Linked DNA regions of Mus musculus: regions 2, 3, 4, 5 and 6 are each linked to region 1. A link is a contact called in public Hi-C, promoter capture Hi-C and targeted proximity ligation data. All regions are on one chromosome and are shown on one strand. The core of a region is the stretch at or near the end of the contact, and the rest is flanking DNA. Distances in the headings are between cores, read along the strand shown. Region 1 holds the start of Smc5 (structural maintenance of chromosomes 5). Region 2 holds the start of Ptar1 (protein prenyltransferase alpha subunit repeat containing 1). Region 3 overlaps C330002G04Rik (a long non-coding RNA gene). Region 4 overlaps Ptar1 (protein prenyltransferase alpha subunit repeat containing 1). Region 5 overlaps Trpm3 (transient receptor potential cation channel, subfamily M, member 3). Region 6 overlaps Trpm3 (transient receptor potential cation channel, subfamily M, member 3).

Region 1 (2,952 bases), core at 249-2,748:
AGCCAGACTTGGGAAGAACTAGGACACACTCCTCCACTCTCAGGCCTCACAATCTATAGGCAGATCTTATCAAATAACCCTTTCAGCTCTGCATTCTTGCTTTCTTACTTTAAATATTCTTGCTTGCTATCTGGCACCCTTTCAAAATCACAGGTTCCCGACCGCCTGCCTGCAGGATGATGCTGGAGTTCTTTAGTATAGTAACAGACAAGCCGGAACAATCGTTTCCAACCTCTATTCACCTATGTTCTTACATTCTACCTAAGGTCACTCACGAAACATTACAAACTGGCTTTCAGGCAGTTCCTTCTTTGGGTAATCGTCTTCCCTCCTTTTCTACTTTAGTATCTTCTTCACAAAGCTCTGATGGTTGGGGATGGACTTAGCCTTTTCAGTCTGTGCCTCCCATGAAATCCTGGGTAGATAAGTTACAGCAGATAACCTCATGCTGAGTACAGTTACCTTTCCTGATCAGGATTCAAATTAGCAATTTTGCTATTAGAATCTATACAGACCGGGGCAAAAAAACAATAGCCATGAGTTTATGTCATCAACAAAGACAGGTAGAAACGCAGCGATGTGTAAATAAAACAAACGAACACCTGATACACAACTGCTTGAAAAAAAAATGGTATTGTTATTAAGGGTCTATAAATTATGCAAGCCTACATTTAAGAAAAAATACCTCGAAAAGATAACTCTAAGATGATAAACAGATAATGATATTTCTGGTAACATTTAGAATCTACTCAACTAGTTGGGGTCGGGGCAAGGAAGAAAGGAGGATTGGACGGGGCAAGAATCTGCAAGGAGGTACAAAAACTGGGAACACGATTTTTAATTTCTTTGGTACACTCTAATCTCCAATCAACAACCATTACCATGTCATCTGCCCATTCTGGAAATCGTGTACACTTTTTAAAATTTGCCACTCTGCTGTAACTGTCGAGTTTTGTGAAGTGCACAGGTCCGTGGTAGATCGAGATTCGCAGATTAACAAACTAGAGACCCGGCCCCTTCGTATCTACTGCCTAGAGCCGACGCCTTCCAAAACCACTGGGTGGATAAAAACATCAGGCCACACGCCTACTACAGCCAACACGGCCAGTCTTCGTGGCCTAGGCAGGGAATGCCTCAGGGTTAGCCTGGCACAGGTTCCCCACCGCCGGGCACAGCCCACCGCCCCGGGCCTGCGGGCCGCTTGCTCCCGCCCAGCGCGGCCTGCCGCCACTCACAAGAAGTTCTCCATGGCGATGCGGACGATTGAGCCCTCGACGAAGGTCCCGGACGGCCGCGGCAGCGTCGGCAACGGGTTCGAGTTCTTTCTCTTGCTCGGGACCTCGGAGGAAGCATCTCTCGGGAGAGACCGCTTGGAAACCTGGGGGTTGGGGGGAGCAGCCTTCCCGCTCGGAGTCGCCATCCTGGCTTCCTCCGCGTCCCGCAGCGGCTTCCGTTCCCGGCGAGCCGCAGCCCAGGAGCCTCCGCGCCCGGCTCCCGCGCTAACTGACCCCGCCTGACCCCGCCCCCGCGGCCCCGATGCGCTTGCGCGGTTCCGCCCCGCAAACCCGAGGCCACGCCCCGACCAACGCTCCCCGGTGGCCTCAGAGGTGCGATGTGTGTGTGTGTGTGTCTGTGTGTGTGTGTGTGTGTGTATGTGTCTCTGTGTGTGTCTCTGTGTGTGTCTCTGTGTGTTTCTCGTGTGTGTGTGTGTGTGTGTGTGTGTGTGTGTGTGTGTGTGTGTGTGTGTGTGTGTGTGTGTGTTACTACTTTGCAACGGTCCCTCCCAGAACTCCAGGCTTCATCTGTCTTATGTTCTACATTGCAGTTTCCTTCCCTGGTGCTCAAATGAACTCCAAAGAAAAGATGCCTGTTGACTGTGCCTGTTGTTGGAAGCATGGCACTAACAACCATCTGATGCTCTCAAGATTGTGAAGAGTGTATTAATTACTTGCCCACTCACACTTCCTAGTCCTTTTATTGTATAATTTATTTATTTTTATTTTATGTGCATTGATGTTTTGCCTGCATGTATGTATGTCTGTGTGAGGGTGTCAGATCTCGGAGTTACAGACAGTGGAACCCAGGTCCTCTAGAATAGCAGTCCGTTCTCTTAACCACTGGGCCATCATGCTATCTCCCAGCACATACATTTATTTATTTATTTGAGACAGACTCTTTATATAGCTCTAGATGGACTACTACTCACTAGAGAGCCCAGGCTGGTCTTGAACTTTTACTACTTCTGCTTCCTTAGTGCAGCCACCAGTTCCAGTGCAGCCACCAGATGGCCTCTCCCTTCAGGGTTTCTTTTTTCTTTTCTTTCTTTCTTTTATTTAATTAAGCATTTCACTTATTTACAACCCAAATGTTGTCTCTCTCCCCCCCCCAGAGTTCTTCCCCCCCCCCCCCATCGCTCCTCCTCTTTGACTCTGAGAGGGTGCCTCTCCCTTGGTATCCCCCCTCCCTGGGGCATCCAGTCTCTGCAGGACTAAGCACATCCTCTTCCACTAAGGCCAGACAAGGCTGCTCTCTGCTACATATGTGCTGGTGGCCTTGGACCAGCCCATGTATGTTCTTTGGTTGGTGGCTTATTCTCTGGGAGCTCCTAGGGGTTCAGGTTAGTTGATATTGTTGGTCTACCTATGGGGTTACCATCCCCTTCGCTTTCTTCAATCCTTCCTTTAAATCTTCCATAGGGGTCCTTTCAGGGTCTTTAAATTCCCTGCTTCTTTAGGAATGGCTCTACCTCCCTGTGCCCATGTTCATCTCATTAGCCCTTTCAAAGATTATGCCCCTGAAGCCCATAGGCAACATTCACCCAACCAATAATAACCGGCCAGAGACTAGGGTAATGGGGAAATAAAGATAAACCATTAAATAGTTTTAAGTAGGAGAGGCCTGTGATCTAATTAAAGCTTTTCAGTCATTCTGCTTGCTGTGTGGAAAACTCAT
Region 2 (3,056 bases), core at 431-2,930, 410 kb after region 1:
ATGGCATCCTCACTTGGGCCCTTTGGCTTGTTAACCTTCTTGAGTTCTGTAGATTGTATTCTGGGTATTCTATATGTTTTTTGGCTAATAACCACTTATTAGTGAGTATATACCATGCATATCCTTCTGGGCCTGAGTTACCTCACTCAGAATGATATTTTGTAGTTCCATCCATTTGCCTGCAAACCTCATAATGTCCTTGTTCTTAATAGTTGAGTTGTACTCCATTGTGTAAATGAACATTTTCTGTATCCATTCTTCCATTGTGGGACATCTGGGTTGTTTCCAGCTTCTGGCTCTCACAAATAAGGCTGCTATGAACATAGTGGAGCATGTGCCCCTGTGGCATGGTGGGGCATCTTTTGGGTATATGCCCAAGAGTGGTATAGCTGGGTCTTTAGGTAGACCTATTTCCAATTTTCCGAGGAACCTCCAGTAGCATATTACTTTTTAAAAAAATGTAAAAGATGTGTGTGCGTGTATGTTCCCACAGAAGCCAGAAGAGGATGTTGGATCATCTGGAGCTGGGGTTACAGGTGGTTGTGGTTGCTAAAAACAAGTGTACTTCATTGCTAAGCCATCTCTCCAGCCCCTGGTATCACTCTTCGACAGGACTCTTGAACTTGCTCTTGGTCTAGGGATGCAACACACCCCATTTGTCTCACTGCTTCTCCCAGAGCTTGTCAGAGTCTTTTAGGGTCTTAATCAGGTCTGTTTTGCTTTCCACAAGTTTGTAGACTGTCTCTTGTTTCTTCACCAGGATCAGGACCAACCACAGTTTGCTTTTCAGAGATCCAAGTTTCAAATAGCCCAGCCAAAGATAACCTTGAATGTCACCTCCTGTTTTTACCTCCCAAGATCACAGCCACGCACTACCTTGCCAGGGCCAAAAACCAAAAATTAAAAAGATACAGACTTCAAGCATCAGAGAAGGAGGAAGAGGAGGAGGAGGACGGGGAGGAGGAGGAGGAGGAGGAGGGAGAGGAGGAGGAGGAGGAGGAGGAGGAGGAGGAGGAGACACCATCACCAGTTAGAGGCAGTCAGAACTTTGTACTTAGAAGGGACAAATAAACCTGATATATAAAAATAAAAATTTTAATTACAACACTTTTAAAATCCAAATGGAACAGAGCAATCTTATAATTTGTGGAGCAAGAGAGGTCAGGAACAATTGTCAAAGCCTTTATTTTATTTTATACTCCAAATTAACGTAGTGATCACGAAATGTATCAAAAATGCTAAAAGTACAGAAGTACAGTGGGTTACTTTTGTTTTTAACCTTATCCCCGAGATCTGAAGGGTTCTTTCTCCTGTACTTTCTTTCCTTTGCTTACTACATTACAAGATCTAACTAAACGCGCTACTTTACACTTCATGCATAAAGTAGCACAGGCGTGCAAAAGGAGGTCAGCAACCCGCCTCCTCCCCGGGTGGGCCGGTGAAGCGGGCCTGGTGCAGCCATCCGGAGGTCCCTGGGTAAAGGCCACTCTGGGACACGGCTGCTCGGAGAAGTGCGGGGGAAGCCTCCTTCCTCCACGCCTAGTGAACCAAAACTCCACCAAAAGCCACCGAGCTCGAAGAGCCGGCCCAACCCAGCGGTGCTGCGGCCCTCCCTGACCCGGAAGTGCTCGGCGGCCTCGGCGAGAACGCGCCTGAGCCAGCGCGCGCGCGCGCCCCCGCGGAACTCCCGCCGGCGGCTGGGCTCTGCCGGAGGCGCGCCCGATCGCGGCGGCCGCCAACATGGCCGAGTCGAACGAGGAGGTGGCGGTGCTGGTGCAGAGGGTGGTGAAGGACATCACCAACGCCTTCCGAAGGAACCCGCACATGTGAGTGGCGCGCCCTGCGCCGCCGGGGTCGTCGGGGGCGGCTCGGGGCCGCGCTCTAGTCCACTCGCCGGGGCCGCTCGGGGCCCACGCGCGCTTCCGACAGGCGGAGCGCGGCTGGGACTGTCGCGCCGAGCCGGCTGGCCGTTACCAAGACGCGTGGCGGGGCAGTGCCGGGGAGCGACCTCCGAGAGCCACGTCGGAGCGTGGAGTTTTCTGCCCTGCGCGACGCGTCCCGGGAGTTGTGGCAACTCTTCTCCCCGCCGCCCTCCGCCGGGATGCGCTTGCCCCGCGGGCCACTACCGTGGGTCTCTGTGTCTTGGAGGCGACTCTCGGTTGCATCCAGTGCGTGGCTATAGAGGATTATCCACCCCATCATACTCCCTACAGCCCCCTTTCGGGTTAACTAAAGGTGATTGGAAGCTGCCTTTGACTTTTCGACTCGCTTGTCACAAAATTGCAAAGCGAGTCGGATGTAACAATTTTTGAAGGTGACCTGAGTGGATCTTATAAAGCTGTTGCAAACTGGATACTTTTTTTTTATTAGTAGCGCGTCCGAAGTTACAGACGAGCATCTTAAGGCATTCTTACCTAGCATTGTTGCCTTCTAAAAGTTCACTCCTGAACTGATACATATATTATCTCTTTCTCCTCCCTTTCCATTTTATTTGTTACTCTCTAGGAAGATACTCTTAAGATTGTATTTTTCTTTTCCTGATACTCTCCCTTTAACGAATGGAAAGGAAGCTACTAAAGAGTTACCTACATCAGTATACAAAAGAATAAGAAGCCAGAATGTAGCCCATTCCTGGGGAAACAAACATGAAGTCCGGTTTTGTATTATTTTCTCATTGGTTATACAATTTATTTTTAATATTTTAATTTTTTTTACTAAAACACATGAATTATTTTTACGCATTCTAGCCTCCTTAGCTTTTCCACTAAATGAAAGGCCAAACACTTTAATCAAGTGTTCTTTTCCTCCAAGATGATCTCAGAAAAGAATTTAGAAGTCCTCAGATGGCCTGCTTTCTTCTCTCAATTAAGGACTTAAAACTGTACTTCCTTCAAGACAAAAGACTACTGGCCTCTAAACATACCTGCCAGCCCCGACAGCCCCTAAGTCGTCCTCCTTTCCTCTTTTGACTGCTGACTTTTTTCCCCAATGAGTGTTTGGAGTGATTTCCTGGCAGTAGCCATAGTGGCTGCTGGGCCTTTTAAGGAATGCTTTGA
Region 3 (2,893 bases), core at 36-2,535, 270 kb before region 1:
CATACCCTATTCTATAATGTGTTTTCCCTAGTTCACAAAGAAATCTGATCTCTGGGGTCCTTGTGTCAGCTCTGCCAAGGGATCTATTTTGCTAAACAAGAGGTATCTGAGCTAGGTACAGAGGATGAATAGATGGAGGGATGACGTATGTTAACACACATAGGCACAAGCATATGTGCACACATATGTGCATGTGTGTGTGTGTGAGAGTGTGTGTACAAATACAATATTGCTTTATTTTTCTTTTTTGCTTTCTTTTTCATTGTTTTTGAGCCAAGGGTCTTACTCTGCAACTCTGGCTGGCCCCAAACTTACAGTACCCATTCTGCCTCATTTTCTCAAGTGCTGAGATTCCAAACATGAGCCACATTGCCTAACATCATCAATAACTTCTTTTCCTCAGAGTTCATATCTAGCCCAAGCAAAAGAAGACAACTGGTTGTCCTGTTGTAGGCTTTCAACCAGAGCTGTCTCTGCTCTCTGGGCTTCTATGCTAATGGTGGAAGCTCCTGGTGGTTCAGTTTTATTCAATCAATTTTACTGGGCCATTAGCTCAGTCTGCAGTGGACGAAAAGCAGGTCAGCTCTATCATGTTAGACAGACACTTTAAAAAAAAAAATTTTAAAAAACCAGTCTGATCTCTTTTCTAACCCATTCTCTCAATTTCTCTGCTGGCTACAAGCACTTACAGGTTGGACTATGCTCATGAATCCTAAATTTCTTGATTTATATTCATTTATTGGGATGTGCAGGAAGCTAGGAACAGTAAGGGGATACACAAGAGGTAAGGTTTGTACAACTGTTTAAAGGGGATCACAGAATAACTAAAGCTCATCTACTGTCACCAGAGGAAGGATCTGGGAGACCCAGATTAAGGCCTAACAGGACCCCACGCAGGCTGTCAAATGGAAAGCAGAGTCACCTGGAGCCTCTGTCTGCAGAGGAGCCCCACCTGACAGCTGTCTGCAGCGGAGACGCTCACGGCTCTCTGCAGCTGCTCACAAACACACCAAAGTCGACACAGCCCAACCTGAATTAAGCAAGTCGAGCTGTTCGTGATGCAGACAGTGGGAACAGTTTGCACCTTCCAGCTCTCCTGGGAAACAGTGGCTGCAACGGTAAAGCTGTGCCTGCAAATGGGAGCCTGGTAGTCACTCACGATTGCCTGGAAATCTGTCTCCTGCTCCACCATCTGAAAAGACTGTCTGCTAATAGGAGTGCCACCCATATAAAAGCAAGCAGCCCTGCCTGTGATGGCTCAGTGGGGTTGACACATTGCTCTCTTTCACAATGGGTGCTCTCAGTGAACTGGATTCACGTGCTGTTTTTCAAATCACAAGCTGCTGATCCACATGCAGAACTGTCATGTCTTAGTCATTTGTTCCCTCTATTTCTTTTATTTATTTGCATGCATATGGATATTTTGCCTGCATGCACATCTATGTACCACGTTTACACATGGTGCCTATGGACTGCAAAAAAAAGTATGTTAGATTGCCTGGAACTGGAGTTACAGAAGATGGTTTGTGAACTGCCATGTGGATATTAGGAATCAAACCCAGGTTGTCTGGAAGAGCATCCAGTGCTCTTAACCTCTGAGCCATTTCTCCAGCCCCTCTATTTCTAATTATGAAGTTGCTGAGCACACATAAACACAGAAAGAATATGAAAGTGAACATCTAGTTGGGCAATGGTGGCACACACCTTTAATCCCAGCACTCAGGAAGCAGAGGCAGGGGGATTTCTGAGTTCAAGGCCAGCCTGGTCTACAGAGTGACTTCCAGGACAGCCAGGGCTACACAGAGAAACCCTGTCTCAAAAAAAAAAAAGAAGAAGAAGAAGAAGAAAGTGAACATTTATAAACCTTCCATATTTACAATTATCAACATTTTGCTGTTTGCTTCCACCATCTCTATCTAAATTTCTTTCTAAAGCCATGTTAATCAAAGCTCTTCACTTCTGTAGACTTTAGTATCTTTCACCCAAGAATGATACCTCTCCTCTATGATGCTGTACTGTTATCATGCATAAGGAAGCAATAGCCATCCCAATGTCATCTAACATATAGTCCAAGTGAAATTTCATAGTTGTTTCTGAATTCATTTTTGTGACTATTTTTATTTTCTAAGCCAGTACATTTGATTGCCACAGCTCTTTAGCCTTTTAGACAACAGCTGCTCCCACAGGACACTCTTAATTCTCATGAAATTGAGTTTTCAAAAAATTGCAGGTCAACGATCTTGTTGACTGTCTCACATTCTGAACTCACATGGTTATTACCCAATATCTTGGTCTTATTTTCTAGTTTCTATATGTCCTATAATCTGGTGGTTAGACACACTTGGGTTAAACATGTTTGATAAAGATAGGGCTATCACTCAGTGGTAGAATGCATGTGTAGCATACACAAAACCTTGTGTTCAAAGCCTAGGGCCACAGTGGGGGAAAAAAGGAAGGAAGGGAGGAAGGGAGGGAGGAAGAAAGGAAGAGAGGAAGGGAGGAAGGGAGGAAGGGAGGAAGGGAGGGATGGACGAAGAGAAGGAGGCAGGAAGGAAGGAAGGAAGGAAGGAAGGAAGGAAGGAAGGAAGGGAAGGAAGGAAGGAAGGAAGGAAGGAAGGATGGATGGATGGATGGATGGATGGATGGATGGTGGAGAGAGAATGGAAAGTAGGCTTATTCAGTAAGAATACTTTACAAATATCTTCCATACTTTGGCATCACACACTAGGAGGTCACCAAGTTACAGTTTCCATTGGAAGTGATGCTGCCCTTGACCACATGAGTAATGTGGATACCACCAGGTTTCTACAGATAAAATATGTGTTTTGCTTTTATAATTAAAATGAAAAGTCAGAGATGATATTTGGGATCACATAACAATTTTCTTTCAACA
Region 4 (3,016 bases), core at 99-2,598, 430 kb after region 1:
TAACTCAGAACCAAGGGTACCACAGCCCACAGGAGGCTGGGCCTCCCATATCAATCACTAATCAAGAAACTGCCCCACAGACTTGCCCATAGACCAGCTTAATGCTGACGGGTTTTTCTCACTTGAGGTACCTCTTCCCAGATGATCCTAGCTTTTGCCATGTTGACAAAATGAAGCAATAGTTTTTAACTTTAATATGGCTCACTCATACCATTCCTGGTTTAGTTTCTCTGGGATGAGACCTAGGGGTTTGCAGACAGATGACGCCTATGTGGTGACTTGAGACAGCCCCAAATCCCCCTGCCTCCTGCACTTGAGATCACAGGCTCCTGCCTGCTGTGGCCTGATCTCTATGTAGGTTCTGGGGATCACACTCACACAGGAAGCACTTTGCTCACTGAGCCGTTCACCTCGGCCTCTCTGTTTGGTTGTCTGTTCTTTAATACTTCTTGGTGATTCACCATGAATTTTACTGAGAGCCATAAGGAACGCTTGAATAGAGAAGTGACGGTTTTCTTCTCTGTTACAGGAAAGAGCTCATCCTCTCTGGCACTTTAAGTCCAATTAAGGATCTGCATCTGGGAAAACTGGCCTTAACTAAGTTTCCTAAGAGTCCAGAGACATGGATTCACAGGTGTGTTGATAGTGTTCTATTCCTGTTCAGTATGTAAGATCATAGCTTACGATTATGTGTTTGTTCAGAATCTGAATTCTAGAGTCACATTGTATATATACATTTGATTCTAAGAATTATCACTTGCTACCTGAGTGCCATGGTAGCAAGTCCTTCCAAGTCTGAGTCTTCATATTCACAAAACATGACCAATACTTATACTTGTCTCATAGAATTCATAGTTCAGTGCTCTTAAAATCCTGCATACAAGCACTGCTACAATGTCTGGCACATAGTAAGTGCTCACTAATGCTGGCTGCTTTCAGCCATCTGTAACAGTTTTGGAGATTGCATTTAGATACTTAGCTATAATACATGGGCTTGTGTAAATGAATTATATATTCTAGCTAGTTCGTAAGACACAAAATCCTGGTATTTTATTTATAAGCTGTAAGCCTAGATTTGGTAGATTCTATGCTGTTCTCACCTGTAGCCAAACCACAGGCCTCTTGCTACTTGCTGTTTGAGTCTAGTCCAGGCTGGTTTGCTCCATCAGCCTGTGCTAAGGGGGCATTTCTCTCAGCCACATGCTCCTGGTCCATCCCGTCTAATGCAGACCTCCTGCTCTGTCCATCTTCTCTCCCCTTCTCCCCATGGTCTTTCCCAGGACCCCTCATTTGGTTTCTCAGGCCCTGCCTCTCTCTGCTGCCCAGTCACAGGCTCCAGCCTTCTGTTCACAGCGGCTTTACATTTCGGAGCAAGGTCTACATAACAAAGGCCACTGGATGTGAGGACCTGCCTGTCTGGATGGCAACCAGATCTTTAGATTTTAGAATTTAGGATTTATATACCCAGCAACAGACCAACTCCCTATAAGCTTGTGGTCCTGGTAGGCATGGTGGTCTAGTGGTTGAGATGATTAAAGGTAAATTTTAAAGAAGCTAAAGGTAACTGATTGATGTTTGGAGTAAGTGAAAAGCTATTAAAAACATAAATGCAAAGAGTGTCTTTAGGGTGGGAATCTGAGACAGCCAGAATACAACTAAAGACTCTGAAAATTCTGTTATTGGAAAACATGCTTTTCTGAGGTCTCATGTAACTCCTCTCCCTTCGCTAAACTACACCAGTGTGGCCTGCTGGTCTGAAGAAGTTATTCTCCGTCACTTTGTCCTCCTTACACCTCAAGCATTTCTGTCATGAACACTGTTGGGTTTTTGAGCAGGTTTGAGGCATCAGGGCTAAAACCTTGGGCTAGCACTGTGAGTGGGCTCTTATCAAACCAGTTAGTTGTATTTTCTTCCTTACCAAAATTGGCATGGTATGCCTCAGAGAGTCGTATGCTAGTGTTGGGGGAGGGAGGTGAAGGGTCGGCCGGTGCCAGAAGGAAACGATGAACACACATCTCAGTTACTGGGGAGGAGATCTGTAATTTAAAACCAAAACTGTTCTGTTGTGAAACTTCATTGTTTAACAATGAAATGAATTTTCTTACTCGTTTTTTTGTACCTACGGGTTTGAAATTTTTCAGTCTGAAAGTATGCTTCCATAAAATTATAAAGTGGTTTGAAACCTTTTCTATTGCTTTTGACTGAAATGTATGCTGATGCAAAATATACATAGACAAGAGGAAAATCTGTGGCTGAGGAAATTGCCAACCTTGATGCTTCAATATATTTTATGTTTTCCACATTTTATGCTGATTTATAGAAATTTTGCTTAATGACAGCTATCAAAACAGAGCCCTTTGTTTGCAAACAAATGCAGGAGAGGCGTGCACACATAGCTGGCACATGAGTTAGCTGCCTCCTCCCAGTGCCCTCAGCCATGTGCCCAGCCTACCACACACACACACACACACACACACACACACGCACGCACGCACGCACGCACATGCAGGCACATATTTCTTGGTCAAGTAGAGTTTGGAAGTTGGCATTTTGGAACTGATGACTTCTTTTTGATGGATTTTAAGTTTTAGACAAGCTTCCCTTTCCTGTCTGTAATTCTCATGTCTCCCTTCTGACCCACACTGGTTTTGTTTGTTTGTTTGTTTTAAGTTTAGAAACAATGTATTTTTATAGAAAAACAAGAGGCTATTGTTCTTACAAAATCAAAACATGAGCATGAAACTTTCTTTTTTTAATTTTATTTTTAATTTATTTTTTACACTCCATATTCCATTCCCTGCCCCTCCCCCATCCACCCTCCAACTGCTCCACATCACACACCTCCTCCCTACCCCACCCAGTCCCCACGTGGATGTCCCCACCCCCCACCCTACCTGACCTCTAAACTCCCTGGGTCCTCCAGTCTCTTGAGGGTTGGGTGCTTCATCTCTGAATGAACACAGACCTGGAAGTCCTCTACTATATGTGTGTTAGGGGCCTCATATCAGCTGGTATG
Region 5 (2,831 bases), core at 280-2,779, 330 kb before region 1:
CCTGAAGGCTGTGTGGAAGGAAGGAAGAAGGGACGTGCCAGGGATTTTGGAAGACAGTTGTTCCCCGGAGCAAATAGCTTCCTGCAGCTAGATTTTAGGCCGCATCTGTCAAGGGATGTTTAACTGAAACTTGCTTGGCTTTTAGCCAAATATTTGGTCTCTGCTATATGGCCCATGGTTCAAGATGAGTTCTGTATAGAAGGCACCAGCAGTTTCAGGTCAAATATGGGATTTTCAGTCTTTGCCTTAGTGACATCCTCAATTCTGATGGATAACTATTTCTTGATCTGGGCTGTAGTAACACTGGACATATTTGCTCTGTGTGTCCTCCTGTGTGGACAGTAAATCTTACCATCAACTACAGGAGAGAACACAGGGAACATCCTGCTACCCTAGTTTGAATGGGTCTATTCACTGATACTGAACATTTCCGTGTGTCAGGCTCTTTGCCAGAAGCTGGGGGTTGGGGGGGGGGGGGGTTACTTCATTGCCTTTGAAGAACAGTTAATGGGAGGATTGGCACATCAACAGAACATTACAAATTGGTGGGATTTATTTTCTATAGAGGTGACTTATAAGGAATTCACTCACAAGAAAGAAGAGTACAGTTTAATTTAGCAGTAGCTCGGGGAGCCACAACAAAGCAGAGAGGCAGAGAAAGCAAGGGAGGTCGGAGGCATTTGCCTTGGTGATAAAGAGTTAAACTGAATTGTGAATGGAATTAGGAGTTTTTCAGACAGATAAACCATTCTAATGAAAGGATGATCATGTCCGAAGTCAAAGACAGATGACAAAGCATGTCGGGTGTTCACAGATGGGGCTGGAAAGAACAAAGACAGGAGATCTCCTTCCTGTGCCAGCCAGGAGCTAATCCCCAGGTTAGTTCCACATAGGAGGCGAGGCGCTCTCAGGCCACCTGAGCCTGCCCTGGTTTGCCCTTGTTTTCTTCTGGCCTTTTATGTGGCCTCTGGCTGCACTGTCTGAGGTTTTTAAGGGAGGAGCTGGGACCAGCATCTGTATCCATCTCGTCTACTAATTCTTGGAAGAATGAATAGGGAAGAGGTTAGAAAGACAGATTGTTAGCAAACACATTACATGCCAAGCTAAGAAAGTTGGTTTCTTTCACAGTTCATCTTGTCTGGAGCCCCTTTCTAAGTGAGATCTCTAACTTAAGAAACTCAACTGTGAGAGAGGGCAGAGGGGGACAGAGAGACCACCGGCTAGAAAATACACCACTCCCATGCTCGCTTCAGAGAAACCAGAGAAGGCAGAAAAAAAAATATTCTTTGTTCCAAATCTCCCGTAACCAAGGAACAGCAAACTTCCCTTCGAAGAGCCAGGATCCCCTGACCAGGTTAAACCTGCAGACTCATCTCCCCTTAGTGTAACGCATTTGCCTGTTTGGTCTTAACTCTCCAAATAGCTGAAATCAGCATCCAGAAAGGGGGAGCTGGAAGCAGGACAGGAAATGCTGCAGCAGATGGCTCCGCCTGGGTGAAGTAGGCTTTGAGCAGCCAGAGGGCAGCATGAGGCAACTGTGTGACTGCAGGGCAGGGAGCAGGGCCCAGGCACGGTGTGGTAAAAGGACTGTGCCTACATGGTGGTTCTGCCAAGCACCTTGGCAGACATCCTGCTTTCTCCAAACACCATCCTAATGCTGCCTACACTATTTTGCTAATGCCTGTTTTAAGTATCGGGATTACTTGAAGCTCCAAAGCCCTAGGCCCCCAGTTCTCCGCCCCCCAGACCAGCATTGCCAGTTCAATCTGTGTTCTTCTCCCCACTTCCTCTCCTTTGATCCTACAGAAGTCTACAAAGTAAGGGAAGGAAGAAGAACCAATGTGTGCATGCATCTTCCTCCTTCTCTGTTCCTCTCCATCCCTCTCTTCCTGCCCTCTTTCCCCTCTGCCTCCCTCTTCACATTTTGCTTTTTCATTCTTAGTACATCCTTTTCCAGCCTACAAATGCACCAGACACGTATCACACAAGAAGCCTGAAGGTCAAAAAGGTCTTGGGACAACCACAAGAAGCTGGAATGCATCCAAAGAGGCTTTCTTGTGGCCGAAGGAAAATCTGCCAGGATCTGGAATGATACAATAACTCTCTCTTATGTTCAAGGTTGTAAGTTTGGTCCCCAACACTGCCAAATAGATGATGATGACGATGATGACGATGACGATGATGACGACGACGACGATGACAATAACCCCCCCCCCCCAAAGTACAAACCCATTACATTGATCCTCAACCAAGGACAATGTCACCACTTACCCTTACCAGAAAGGAGATATTCGATCTTAAATTTTTTTTTTGTTTTCTTTTCTTTTCTTTTATGGGATTTTTTTTATTTACATTTAAAATGTTATCCCCTTTCCCAATTTCCTCTACAGAAACCTCCTATACCGTCCCCCTTCCCCTGCTTCTATGAGGGTGATCCTCCACCCACCCACTCCTGTCTCCTCACCCTCGCATTCTCCTACTCTGCGGCATCGAGCCTTTACAGGTCCAAGGGCCTCTCGTCTCAGTGATGACCAACAAGGCCATCCTCTGTTACATATGCGGCTGGAGCCATGGGTTGTTCCATATGTACACTTTAGTTGGTGTTTTAGTCCCTGGGAGCTCTGGAGGATCTGGTTAGTTGATATTGTTGTTCTTCCTGAGATTGCAATCCCCTCCAGCTCCTTCAGTCCTTTCTCTAAGTCCTCCACTGGGGACCCCGTGCTCAGTCCAATGGTTGGCTGCAAGCATCTGCTTCTGTATTTGTCAGGCTCTGAAAGAGCCCCTCAGGAGACAGCTATACCAGGCTCCTGTCAGCAAGCACTTCATGGCAT
Region 6 (2,882 bases), core at 157-2,656, 390 kb before region 1:
GTAGGATATTCAGTAGAGTAAAAATGGAGCAGGGTGCAGTGAGGTCTCTTATTCCATACGCCAAGGGTATCAATGGGGGAAAAAACCTGTTGGCATGTGAACTCACATATATGATTCCATTTTGGTCGCAGGGCATCTCTATTAAATAAGATAGGATAATTTTTATTGTTTTCATTTTCTAGCTGGCAGAACAGTGGCTTAGAGAGGTCCTATCTCACCCAACCACAAGATGGACAGCAGAGGATGCAAGATATTCCCACTACCTTCTAGGCTGTACCTGTTCTCAGCCACACAGGCAGCTGCTGAGGGGCCGCATGTGTGGACAACATGCCTATCACAGCAGAACCTTCTGTAGAGACAGAAATGTTATGTGTGCTTCTAGTCACACGTGGCTACTGGGTATTGAAATGCAATCGATGTCGGGCATGGCGACACTCACCTGCTATTCCAACATCGAGGAAGCCAAGCCAGGAATGAGTGCCCCATCCTGTCTTTAAAATAAACAGTAGATAGATGGATGGATGGATGGATAGATAGATAGATAGATAGATAGATAGATAGATAGATAGAAGATAGATCTACAGTGCACAGGAAAACAGACCGTGGCAAAGAAGGATCCCCCTGCGCGCGCGCACAGACACACACACAAAATGTCATTAGTGGAATGGAGTCACACGGCTTGGTTGTGGAGAAGAGGAATCGATGAAGAAGTGACTGGAAGGGTCTTCGTGGCATAACTAACTACTGTGTTTCTCTTGTCTTTTTTTGTTTGTTTGTTTGTTTTTGTTTTGTTTTGTTTTGTTTTGTTTTGTTTTGTTTTGTTTTGTTTTGTTTTTCCGTCCCACTTTATACAGGTGCCAATGCATCCGCCCCAGACCAACTGAGCTTAGCTTTAGCCTGGAACAGAGTTGACATCGCTCGCAGCCAGATCTTTATTTACGGGCAGCAGTGGCCGGTAGAGTATACGTCGTAGTCGTTACCCTTGAAAAGCCACCATGCGCTTGACAAGGGTTTTTAACGGAACCTTTGAAAGTGGATCAGAAATTTGGGCGGGGTTGGGGCGGGGATGGAGGAATCTTCTTTTGCATAGCATAGCTGGGCAGCAGTCTCGTGTTTGGGAACATGCTGTCACCTAGTGGACGATATTGCTAAGCGCACCACTAAAGGTTCCCTGGCTCTTAGCAATTTTTGGACGCATAGCCTATCTTATTATTCAATCTTTAAAGATACAGTTATAAAAAAGTTAAAATTTAGAGGAGTGGAGGGAGGAAGGGAGGGAGGGGAGAGAGAGAGAGAGAGAGAGAGAGAGAGAGAGAGAGAGAGAGAGAGAGAGAGAGAGAGAGAGAGAGAGAGAGAGGATTCGCATGTTTCTGGTTGTCTTTTAGGCGAGCAGAAGGAGGAAGCTGCTGCCACCAAATGGCGGCACGTTCCTGCTGGTTTGCTAATGGGCCAGGCCTCTGTGTACAGGTACCATCTGGTCCTGGTGGTTGAGCGCAGGTCGACCTATCCCAGCACAAGTGAACCAAAGCTTTATATAACTGCCCGTGGCTTTTTTTTTTTCCCCCGTCATTTGGCTGTCAAAAATCATAACTTGGGAAATGGGCCATTGGGTGATGTGCGCACGCATCCACGGGTGGCAGCCCAGCATCAGCTTGGAAGTAAGACTCTCTGAACCTTCCATCCCCAGGAGCTCTGGCCACCACTGAGTACCTGTCCTTATAGAGTTCAAGGATTTCTAATCGGGGAGCGTATTTGTCAAGGAATCTGGACGTTGAAAAAAATGAGAGAACGTGAGAAGAATACAAATCACAGCCAGTCCAGTGCTCCAACCCAGAAAATACATTGTTCTTAAGTTATGTGACGCCAGTTTGCCTCCGGAGTGTCCGTTACTACACACCTGCACACCTGTCCAGGCCTGTTTGGCCCTCAGCTATGTTTTCCTGGGTTCCTATCCTCAAGTCAGCCGGGGCTCTCATTCAGAGCCTAGGAAAGAAGGAAAGGAAGGCAGGAAAGTGTCTAGTGCCACCTGTACAGGCACAGCAGAAAACTAGCCAGAGAATCCATCAGGAGGAAGACCTTGGATCCTGAGGCTCCAGAACAAGAAAGAGATTTAGGAGAGAAAGTAGCTTCTAGACCTGGAGTCCTTGACTTCTGTTTCCCAAGACCTGTGCCTCCAGGACCAGGGGTGCCACCTGGCATCGGAGCACTGGCTCTGTCTGGTTTATCTAGAGACTTGCAGATATCAAGCCTTCTGGGTGAGCCCGGAGGAACTGCGCTTCTCTGACGTGGGCAGGCTAAGTGAATATCTTGAATTGCAGGTAGGGTCCCTGGAGCAAGCCATGCTGGATGCCCTAGTCCTGGACAGAGTGGATTTTGTGAAATTACTCATAGAAAATGGAGTAAGCATGCACCGTTTTCTCACCATCTCCAGACTAGAGGAACTGTACAATACGGTAGGGCCAAGCTAAGATGCCTTTTCATTTCTCTTTCTCTTCTGTTTGTTTCCCTCATCCTGCCTGCCCATACCCCCATGCCTGTGATTCTCTTCCTGTCTCTCCTGTGATGCATGCGTCATTCCTCACTTGCATTCCCTTACACCTGGATAGACGACAGACACCGAGTCACCAAGAACTCACTTGTTCTAACTGCTCAGTTGTCAGCATCTTAGGCAAAAGGTGTCGTGATCACCATAGGGCGTTGTTCTCAGATTCTAACTCAAAACCACAAGCAGGTCTCTGTCAATTGGAACACACGCACTCTGTAAGCCCAGGGAGGTGTTGGTGACAAATAGTGCAAGGAGGGTTGGTTTAGCACCAACCATCAAATGATGCTTATTAAGTAGCTTGTATCACCATGCCATCCTCGGAGCTACTAAGTTCACA

Evidence for each region. Promoter capture Hi-C pulls out the DNA fragments that hold promoters and counts their contacts. A called contact is a pair of places that touch in the nucleus more often than the background predicts.
Region 2: a contact with region 1 is called in a Hi-C map of CD8 T cells, with 6 times the contacts expected there. A contact is called at or near these places in 11 of 39 promoter capture datasets (the 3T3-L1 cell line, the C10 cell line, the HPC-7 cell line and 5 more), 10 of 484 Hi-C or Micro-C datasets (CD4 T cells, CD8 T cells, LSK cells and 6 more), 9 of 130 datasets of targeted methods (CD8 T cells, the SCID.adh cell line, effector CD8 T cells and 4 more) and 1 of 9 other capture datasets (adipose tissue).
Region 3: a promoter capture Hi-C map of hippocampal neurons shows a contact between it and region 1, with 2.5 times the contacts expected there. A contact is called at or near these places in 9 of 39 promoter capture datasets (the C10 cell line, embryonic stem cells, hippocampal neurons and 4 more) and 2 of 130 datasets of targeted methods (both in embryonic stem cells).
Region 4: a contact with region 1 is called in a targeted proximity ligation map of embryonic stem cells, with 6 times the contacts expected there. A contact is called at or near these places in 8 of 39 promoter capture datasets (the 3T3-L1 cell line, the C10 cell line, the HPC-7 cell line and 4 more) and 3 of 130 datasets of targeted methods (embryonic stem cells and forebrain).
Region 5: a contact with region 1 is called in a targeted proximity ligation map of stem cell-derived neural progenitor cells, with 2.0 times the contacts expected there. A contact is called at or near these places in 7 of 39 promoter capture datasets (3T3-L1-derived adipocytes, the C10 cell line, embryonic stem cells and 3 more), 1 of 484 Hi-C or Micro-C datasets (nephron progenitors), 1 of 130 datasets of targeted methods (stem cell-derived neural progenitor cells) and 2 of 9 other capture datasets (adipose tissue and liver).
Region 6: a promoter capture Hi-C map of hippocampal neurons shows a contact between it and region 1, with 2.8 times the contacts expected there. A contact is called at or near these places in 3 of 39 promoter capture datasets (embryonic stem cells, hippocampal neurons and stem cell-derived epiblast-like cells), 1 of 130 datasets of targeted methods (pancreatic cancer cells) and 1 of 9 other capture datasets (liver).

What each region holds. Positions count from the first base shown.
Region 1 is chr19:23,272,399-23,275,350 of GRCm38.p6, forward strand. Smc5 (structural maintenance of chromosomes 5) reads right to left here and starts at 1,499. Exons shown (of 25, transcript NM_001252684.1): 1 at 1,236-1,499. The coding sequence starts at 1,420. It overlaps Gm33950 (a long non-coding RNA gene), which reads left to right and starts at 1,510. Exons shown (of 2, transcript XR_386613.2): 1 at 1,510-1,607; 2 at 1,826-1,961.
Region 2 is chr19:23,685,720-23,688,775 of GRCm38.p6, forward strand. It overlaps Ptar1 (protein prenyltransferase alpha subunit repeat containing 1), which reads left to right and starts at 1,681. Exons shown (of 7, transcript NM_028208.1): 1 at 1,681-1,826. The coding sequence starts at 1,741.
Region 3 is chr19:23,002,961-23,005,853 of GRCm38.p6, forward strand. The region is part of intron 5 of C330002G04Rik (a long non-coding RNA gene); the gene reads right to left. Among named protein-coding and RNA genes, the nearest start is that of C330002G04Rik, 71 kb to the right of the region's middle.
Region 4 is chr19:23,705,178-23,708,193 of GRCm38.p6, forward strand. Ptar1 (protein prenyltransferase alpha subunit repeat containing 1) reads left to right here. Exons shown (of 7, transcript NM_028208.1): 4 at 530-634. Among named protein-coding and RNA genes, the nearest start is that of Ptar1, 19 kb to the left of the region's middle.
Region 5 is chr19:22,939,147-22,941,977 of GRCm38.p6, forward strand. All of the region lies in intron 22 of Trpm3 (transient receptor potential cation channel, subfamily M, member 3), which reads left to right. Among named protein-coding and RNA genes, the nearest start is that of Gm52388, 14 kb to the left of the region's middle.
Region 6 is chr19:22,883,030-22,885,911 of GRCm38.p6, forward strand. It overlaps Trpm3 (transient receptor potential cation channel, subfamily M, member 3), which reads left to right. Exons shown (of 26, transcript NM_001362491.1): 10 at 855-955; 11 at 2,319-2,453. Among named protein-coding and RNA genes, the nearest start is that of Gm52388, 42 kb to the right of the region's middle.